3 separate regions of the Gossypium hirsutum genome follow, and all the other regions are linked to region 2. A link is a contact called in public Hi-C data. All regions are on one chromosome and are shown on one strand. The core of a region is the stretch at or near the end of the contact, and the rest is flanking DNA. Distances in the headings are between cores, read along the strand shown.

Region 1 (3,016 bases), core at 185-2,684, 550 kb after region 2:
TCCTTCTTTTCTTCCTCCCTTGTTGTACTCGATATCAACAAACATATTAGAATCTTTTAAATTTTTTATTTTTATAATTTCAAATATATATATGAATTTTATGGAGGGTTTAGATTTTCCTATTTTTATAATTTTATAGGTTTTTAAAATTTTAGAGAAAAAAAACTTTATTTTTTTATAATTTAGATTTTTTTATAACATTTTGACAATTTTTTTAGAATTTTCTTTTGAAATTTACGCTTTTAATTTTTGAACTGCTTGTATGACATTTTGGATGCATATCTCGTTTGAATTGGTTGTATTTTTCATTTTAGTTTTTTTAATGAAAAAATACACTAAAATAACTAATGATGAAATGAAAGAATAAATACTAAACTAATTTTAGAAATTCTTCAAATACCGAACTAATAATTTTTTTTGGCATAATAAAAATTTTGGCCTTAATGTTTACATTTAATTCCTTTTAAAAGGAATCAAATTTGATTATCAACTTTTTTAAAAAGCTCCAAATTTGACCATCAATCTAGGAGTCAAATTGTTATTGTTTTAACGAAAATATTGATTAAAATGTTAAATTTTTAAACATGACAACCCATATGACAATTCACATGTGCTTCATGTTAATTTTTTGAATTATTATGTATTTTTTATATATATTGAATTTTGAATTATTTTATTATACTTTTTAATATTTTTTTATAATTATTAAACAATTTGTTGATGTGGCATACAAACAAATAGTGTTATGTCAACATAAAGAGCACGTGAACTGTTACACAGTTTACCATGTTAACATTGTTAAAAAATTAATATTTTAATTAGTAATATGTTAGAAAAACAATTTGACTATTTTTTGAAAAGTTAAAAGCCAAGTTTAATTAAAAAAATCAAAAACCAAATTAACAAAAATATAAAAGTTAAAAGATAAACTTATCTTCTTCTTCTTTTTTTTTGTACAGTTTAGTTACATATTGGTTGGGCTTTAAAGCATCCATGACTTTTAACCCAACAAGATTTTGGAGAGAATTTCATGTCTGTAAGACCTATTATTTTTCTATTGTATGTATTTGTGTTCAAATATATCATTTTGGATTTACTATTTTTTTAAATATATTTTATATATGTATATATAAATATTTATAAATATTAAATAAATTCTAAATATAAAATATTCATCAATTATATAAAATATCCTTTCAATAAACTTCATAAATACAATTTATTATTAAACAAACTTAAAATAAACAAATAAAAAAAATCCCATAATTAAACAATAATATCATCTTATAACAACCCACCATCTAACAAGACCAAACTAAAAAAAAAATTAATTTTAAATTTTAAATGGCTTCTATCGGTCAATGTGGATAAGATCAATTAATACAATACTAAAATTTAGACTAAAACAAAACCTAAAGTTTATTGTTTTGGTTTAGTATTAGAGTAAAACATTCTGACGGACACAAGAAGTACCGATACAAATTCACTACCTTAGTGGAATTCCATGGTTCCAGAAACAGAGCTTTGAAGCCCATAACTAGTATTTACACCAACTAGGCTTTTTAACCAAAAACCCATATAAATGAGAGAGCTAAAAATAGAAACTTTGACATAATACAGGTGGGTCCTGGTAGGCTATATGGTGGATGCTATCTTCCATTTGGATTGATTGCAGGCATAATCACCATCACACATTTGTCAGCAACAAGCAGATAAGCAAACAACTGCCCAATTGGAAGTTTTAAACACACAACCAAAATTATAGAAAGGATCAGCGGAAAATAGAAAACTGAAAAAGAAAAAATGGTTCAGGCAATATCAACTTCGTCCTGTTGCAATATCCTCTTCTCAAAGTCACATCGATCCACCTCTCCTCATAGTCTTCATCGTTTCAATCACTACTCGCCAAGTTTCGCACACAGAATTTCCACCGGCGTTCAACGTAAAGCGGTGGAACTTCCATTGCCGGAAACAGTGACACAACAAGTCCAAAACAAGGAGCAAAGGAAGACCCAGTTTGCACTCGAGAATTTAACCTCTTGGCTGTTGAAACAAGAACTAGCAGGCAACATTGACGCCGAGCTCACTGTTGTTCTATCAAGCATCTCCTTGGCTTGTAAACAGATAGCTTCGTTGCTCCAAAGATCAAGCATTATTAATCTCACCGGCGGCCAAGGTACTATCAATGTCCAAGGTGAAGACCAGAAGAAGCTGGACGTTATATCCAATGAGGTTAGTCTATGTTTCCAATGGGTTTTATTTATGTCGTTTAGTAACATGAGACAAAAATAACATGACATGTTATGAAGTTTATTCACTAACCCAAGGTACATAATATAAGTTTAGTTGTTCTGCAACTGCCTAAGATCAAGTGGACGAACAGGGATTATAGCATCAGAGGAAGAAGATGTACCTGTTGCAGTTGAAGAAACTTATTCTGGAAACTACATTGTTGTCTTTGATCCTATTGATGGATCAGCCAATATTGATACTGCATTAACAACTGGATCAATCTTTGGCATATATGGCCCTGACGAGCAATGCCTTATCGATCTTGATGATAACTCCACGGTAATCCTTTCATCTGTAAAGTCTAATCTTAAACAATAACGGTTAAAATACCATGGAGGCCCTATATTAGGAGTAAGATTGCATTTACCCCATTACTCAAAAGATTGATAAATTAGTTCCTATGTAATAGATGAAAAAGTAATTTAATTCTTCTATTCAAAATTTTATCCATTTCATTAATCTATTTACATCAGCATTAATGTAATGTACAAAGACTAGTTTATTTAAAATTTTAACTAAAATGATAAATTTACACATTAATATAATGTACAAAGACTAGTTTGTCAATTTTTTGAATAAATAAACTAAATACAATCCGACTTATATAGTACAAGGGCTTCCATGGTACTTTTACAGTCAAGAACACAATTAACCAGCATAAATTACCTGCAGTTTTGTATCCTACAGCTGCAACTAAACAGTGGAAGTGAACTGCAAAAAAGCA
Region 2 (3,223 bases), core at 63-2,562:
TAGAGACGGCACTGGTGAAGCCTATGCCATAGGTGACACCCATACCCCCAAACCCCCTCCAGCTCTATCTAAGTTAAAAAAAAATTGTATCATGGATTTTTTAAGCAATATGTTAAAAAAACAATAATATTATTTCTGTTAAAAAAGACAGTAATATGTTAAAAAAAAGCTGTTAAAAAAACAAAAAATAAAATTTACCTTTATATTTACATTTTTTTTCAAATTAATCTTTATTTATTATTAAGTTAAATTAAACTAATTTTTAAAAATAGTTAAATTGTTATTTTTAATAAAAATATTATATTTTTAGATATTAAAATACACATCACATTTCACATGGATTTTGTATTATTATTTTTAATTTTGAATGTCCATGTGAAATGTGATTTGTGTTTTAATTTCTAAAAATATAATATTTTTCTTAAAAATAACAATTTAATTATTTTTAAAAATTAGTTTAATTTAACTTAAAAAATAAATAAATATCAATTTGAAAAAAAATGTAACTATTAAAAGTAAATTTTATTTTTTAATAGGTTTTTTTTAATATATTATTTTTTTAACAGAAATAATATTACTTTTCTTTAACGTATTGTTTAAAAAAATTCATGATAGTTTTTTTTAACTTAAACAGAGACGGAAGAGGTTTGGGGGTGTAGGTGCCACTTATGGTATAGGCTTCACCAATGTCACCTCTGGCTTGCCCTTCACTAATATCACATCAATTTTTTTAATAGATTTTATTTTTTTAAAATATAATAATATTTTTTAACAGTTTTTTTGTGTCAGAGTAAAGTAGTGTCGCCTATGCACCAAGCGTGATTATCCTAAATGTATTATTTTGGTACATAATTTTTTAAATATATTATTTTTGTATATTATTTTATTTTTTATAACATTTTAGTAAAAACCCTATTTTTTTACTATCATAATAATAATTTCTTATAATAAGTAAGATTTTTCAAAAATTTAAATTATGTAAGTATATAATTATAAAAATATAATAAACAAAAATTAAATATAGATGGTGAATGACTCCCTGGACTGCCAAGTGGAAAGCATAGCCCCTGGGTTCAAGGTATTGAAATTAAAAAAGAAAAAGAAAAATTAGATTTTGTTTTGCATCTAATTAAGCAATTTAGCCTTAAAAAACGGCTTGATGGAATTAAAAATAGAAAAAGAAAATGGTGGCCCTATCACATGCTGGTTCAAGTGCTTCCTATATTTTGAATTGGCCCCACTTACCTGGATGCAAGCCTGCAGCTCCCTCCATGGACCCTACAATATAGTAGGAGCGTGTTCCAACCTTCCTATATCACCGAGTGGGAAACTCATCCCCGCTTTTTCTGTAATCTTCTCTTTCATTGCTTTTTCTCACTGAAAATCCCCCCATTTCTCACCTCTTTCTCCCCACCTCTCCACTTTTTGCTCAGTTGTGAATAGGGCATTTTCTTAAAAAATATATATTTTTTTGGTGGGCCCCGAACTCTGCCATGGCCACCAAAACAGAGATGCAACTGCTTATTATTAAATCTTAACCAAGCAGCAACCATCCATTACTCTCTACTCATCAATTTCTTACCTTTTGGTGTCCTTTCTCTGATATCTTCATTCTTTAGCTTTGCTTTTCTTTCTCATGGCGCAGGTTTTAGACGACGCTGAGTTTTGGCTTCCACCTCAGTTTTTAACCGACGACGACTTGGGCATCGACAATAGTAAGGCTAAGAGCAATCCCAAGTATGTTGATGGTGGTTTTGGATTAGAGCTTGACAGTTCTAAGTCTTTGTTTCCCTACGAGTTCCCTTATGGGTTTGGGTCTTTGGGTTTCTCTTCGGATCCAAGTTCTCCGGTTGAGTCAGTGGTGGGTTCTACTGAGACAGAGAGTGACGAAGAAGATTATCTTGCTGGGTTAACTCGTCAAATGGCTCACTCTACCCTCGAAGACGGTATTCGCAGAAACGTCCGTGCCTTTGCTTCTGAAAACCCTAAGGTCTATTGAAGAACTTAACACTCAACTTCTCCACTAAGTTATTTGATTCAAGGACGGTTTCTTATTTTAGTTTTATTTTTATTTTTGCTTTTTTAAGGGTCGGGTCATGTCCAGTTCGCCGCAATCAACCTTATGTGTATCAAGGAGCGGGTGCTGTTGCATGCAAGGGTCTAGCCGTGGAAGCCCTACTTGCCAATCCCGAGTTCCGTCACCGCCGGGAACATGGGATTTGCTGTATGCGGCGGCAGAGGAAGTTGCAAGGATGCGAATGAGTGAAGAATCATACGGTGGGCTCAACAACAGAGGCCTCTTAGGTTCTTCGGCAAGGAAGTTCTCACCGAACGCCGATGTTACTGGCTTTTACCTGCCTACTCAGTCTCTTGCTCACCAGAAACTACAGGCCGCTCAAGTAAAAAACCTTAAACCAGACCTAGAAATGTTTTACTTGGATTGTTTTTTTCCCTCTTAAGTATATAAAATTGGTCGTTTTCTGTTATGTCTCAGTTTCAGATGCTGAAGCAACAGTTGCTAATGAAACAACAAAATGCATCGGTTTGGGCAGGACAAAAGCAGCAGCTGCATTCGCACCACCATAACCATGTGGTCCAAAGCAGAGTGAGGAGTAATAATAGTAGCAATAGGCCTATGGGTTTGTCCCAATCTGCATGGACCCCTCTGCAGCAGCAAACCCAGACGCCAAACGGGTCGGGTATGAGGGCAGTTTTCTTGGGCAATCCAACTAGAAAAAGGGAATGTGCTGGAACTGGCGTTTTCTTGCCTCGCCGTATTGGTGCACCTTTTGAACCCCGCAAGAAGCCAGGTCCTTACCTATTCTCCTTTTGCAATAAAAATGCATTTTTTCTCTTGGGTTTCTTTGACAGGATCTTATTTTGTTTTTATTATATTGGCAGCTTGTCCTACTGTTCTGCTTCCAGCTAGAGTGGTTCAGGCCTTGAACTTAAATCTTGATGGGCTTGGTGCTCAGCCCCAGCTTAATCCTCGGTTGAACGCTAATTTCACCGCCGAAATTGGTAAAAAGCCAATCTAATTAGGCATTCTACTTTATGAATCACTTTGTAGTTATACGACTGATTTAGTCGTTATCTATATTTGTAGATGCTGCTTTGAAACTTGGAAGTGGTGGGAACCAGAAGCAGCGCAATTTCAGGCAACATCAAGGAATAAACCACGAAGTTGCGTTACCTCAGGAATGGACATATTGAGCAGCCGTCG
Region 3 (2,874 bases), core at 310-2,809, 580 kb after region 2:
CAACTGACTACATTTAAGATAACCAACTCTTGCTCATACACTCAACGGTTAGTTGAGTCAATTTCAAGTTTCAATACTTAAAACCTTACTTGTGTGTTATTTTGCCGTTCAAGTTGTACGGTTAGAATTTTTGTGGCCAGTATTTCCAGAGGTGAATATAAGATTACGTTGCCTTAAAAGTCTTTCCTCGCCGCAAAGAAAAAAAATAAAATAAAATAAAATAAACACTCAATTTCAAAAGAATTACAAAATAATCATTAAATTATTTAAAATTTTTTTCACTTCCCTTTCTCTTCATATTTCATTTTTTTTCTATAAAACAACTTTGAACGTTATAAATTTGTAAATCAAAATTTAAATAGCTTTTTTTTCTTATCTTTGACATTTATTGTCAAATTAATTTGGTTAGAAGGTATGTTCTACTTGTCAATGAGTACTGATCCATTATATTGATCGTCAAATTATCACTTGGAATTTGCTAGCTAGACTTAAAAAAAATTTAACAACTCAGTCACTTAAATAAAAATATTCGAATAGTTCGATGAATCAATTATTTTTTCTTTCTTTCTTCTTTTTACTTTTATATTTTAATATTTTTCACGAAAATCTTTTAAGGGTAACTAATTAATTTACATAAATATAGTTTAATGAATTCAATGTGAAATATAAATTTAAATACTTATATATATATTTTACTAAAAAAAGTCAAATATATTTAATTTTATGGTAGTTTAATATGTAATTAAATTTTTATTAGTTTGTAATTAAAAATAAATAAGTAATTATTTTTAATTTAAAATTTATTTAGTAAATACAAATGAAAGAATGGTTAAAGATGAAGATAAGGAGTGGGTGTTTTAATAAGTTGGCAAGAGAAAATAGTGTAGTAATTTATGAGGAATTATACGTTGGGTGAGCGTGAAGATAAGAGCACGCTTACATTAGGTTTTAGGTGAAGTTGGCTGTAAAGTGAGGCAGGCACGTTGCACAACCATCTTAGCTTTGCTTGGGTTGGGTGAGTTTATCGACGACCGATCCTGCAAGTAAAAAATTGAAAAGGATCTCATCCCTTTCTTCAATGCAATTTAATCCCTTTTTCCTTTTTCTTTTTTATGCATTTCCTCTTTCTTATAAAACTAAAGGCAAATTAAAAAGGGAAGAGATGGTGGGAATCATACACTCGCATCCGTCGTAGACTCAAATATACAAACATGCTATAACTACGTCCGTCCAGCCTGAGATCACATTTATTTACCCAACGCATCTCCTAGCTTTTTCTCTTTTCTCCTAGCTAACAAGTTTGCTTTCATAACTGTAAGTCTTGTTCCAATAATTTCCAAACAGCCATTAAAAAAAATTACTTATCTAGTTGTTAATGAGCCCTTAACAACTCACATTACTAAGTACCAATTTGGTTCATATATTTGTACTTAAATAAATTTGACATTTTTATTACAAGTAATTTTTCCAGGCTCAAAGTCACAAACCTTTTCTTCCCTTTATTGGGAGTTTAATTAATGAAACAAATTAAGAGAAAGTACTATGGATGGAAATGGAAATACACAAAGATATTGAGTAGACTTGAGAGATTAGAAAAAAGTACAAGGGTGCAAAATTGAAAATTCTCCATTATAATATTCCCTCAGCCAGCAACCACCGAGATAGAGAGAGAGAGAGAGAGTCATAAAGACATTGCAGAAACGAGTATACGTATTTAATTTTCACACGCTCCAACCCAACCTTCATATTCTTTACTTTCTTTCCTCTGGTTCTTCACCCACAAGCCTTAAAAAATTAAGGGAAAGGCAACCAGCTTGTGTTGTAAAATGGAATCATCACCTGGCACATCTTTGTAGACCAACAAAAAAGAACCAAACTCAGATTTCAGCTCTCTAACACACAGCTGCGATGGCCATTTTCTTCTTTTCCAACTACCTCACAGCCCTCATTTGTCTTGTTTTCTTCTCCAAAATCTTAGCTGCAGAGCACAGTTCTTCCTTTTCTTTCAAAAGTTTTGGTAAAGATCCAAAATTTGAGTCCAATATTGCTTTATATGGGGATGCACATGTTGGTAATGATGGGTCTTGGGTTCAACTTACTAACTCAGTGAGTTGGAGTGCTGGGGCAGTTATGTACAAGAAACCCATCAAGCTTGTTCAAGGTAAAGTAAGGAAACTTGCTTCTTTTTCAACCTACTTTTCCTTCTCCATGTCTCATAAAAATGGTGATGGTTTGGCTTTTATTATGGTTCCTAGTAGTTTTAAAGTTGATGTATTGGGAAATAGTACGTTTGGGATTTCTCTTGGATTGGAAAAAAACAACAAAAGCGGTATTGTTGCTGTAGAATTTGATACCTTCAGAGATGCCAAGCATGGTGATCTGAATGAAAACCATGTGGCCATTGATGTGGGTAGCCTTGCATCAGTTAAAGCTAGAAATTTATCCTCTCTCAATTTGGTACTAAGCAATGGAGAAAAATTACATTCGTGGATTGATTATGAAGCAAGTTCTAAGAGACTAGAGATTAGGTTGAGTCAATCTAGTAGTACCAGGCCAGATGATCCCTTGCTTTCATACTCAATCGACTTGTCAAAACTATGGAATGATGAACAAGTGTTTGTGGGTTTAAGTTCTTCAAATGGAAACTCTTCGCAGACATGCTGTATTCACTTATGGAGTTTTAAGCTAAGGCAGGTTCCCAATTGGATGCATTCCCAACCACTTGATCCTGAAGCTATTACAAAAAACCCCAAACCTCTTACAACACCGCACAAGAGTAGCAAATGTTTTTGGAAAGTGCTTGTTGTGTTTGTCTTCGGCGGTGCTTGTGGAGCCTTGACAGCTTCTTGCGTGCTATACCTATGGAACATGTTT

Evidence for each region. Hi-C and Micro-C count contacts between places; a contact is called where the count stands out from the background.
Region 1: a Hi-C map of leaf shows a contact between it and region 2, with 2.0 times the contacts expected there. The contact joins the promoter of LOC107948854 here to the promoter of LOC107948842 in region 2. A contact is called at or near these places in 2 of 34 Hi-C or Micro-C datasets (both in leaf).
Region 3: a contact with region 2 is called in a Hi-C map of leaf, with 1.9 times the contacts expected there. The contact joins the promoter of LOC107948856 here to the promoter of LOC107948842 in region 2. A contact is called at or near these places in 2 of 34 Hi-C or Micro-C datasets (callus and leaf).

What each region holds. Positions count from the first base shown.
Region 1 is chrA04:75,404,382-75,407,397 of Gossypium_hirsutum_v2.1, forward strand. It overlaps LOC107948854 (fructose-1,6-bisphosphatase, chloroplastic), which reads left to right and starts at 1,435. Exons shown (of 4, transcript XM_016883502.2): 1 at 1,435-2,232; 2 at 2,347-2,571. The coding sequence starts at 1,804.
Region 2 is chrA04:74,858,568-74,861,790 of Gossypium_hirsutum_v2.1, forward strand. It overlaps LOC107948842, which reads left to right and starts at 1,313. Exons shown (of 5, transcript XM_016883491.2): 1 at 1,313-1,990; 2 at 2,088-2,399; 3 at 2,495-2,810; 4 at 2,902-3,021; 5 at 3,107-3,223. The coding sequence starts at 1,637. The coding sequence ends at 3,213.
Region 3 is chrA04:75,435,370-75,438,243 of Gossypium_hirsutum_v2.1, forward strand. LOC107948856 (L-type lectin-domain containing receptor kinase VIII.2) reads left to right here and starts at 1,560. Exons shown (of 1, transcript XM_016883503.2): 1 at 1,560-2,874. The coding sequence starts at 1,909.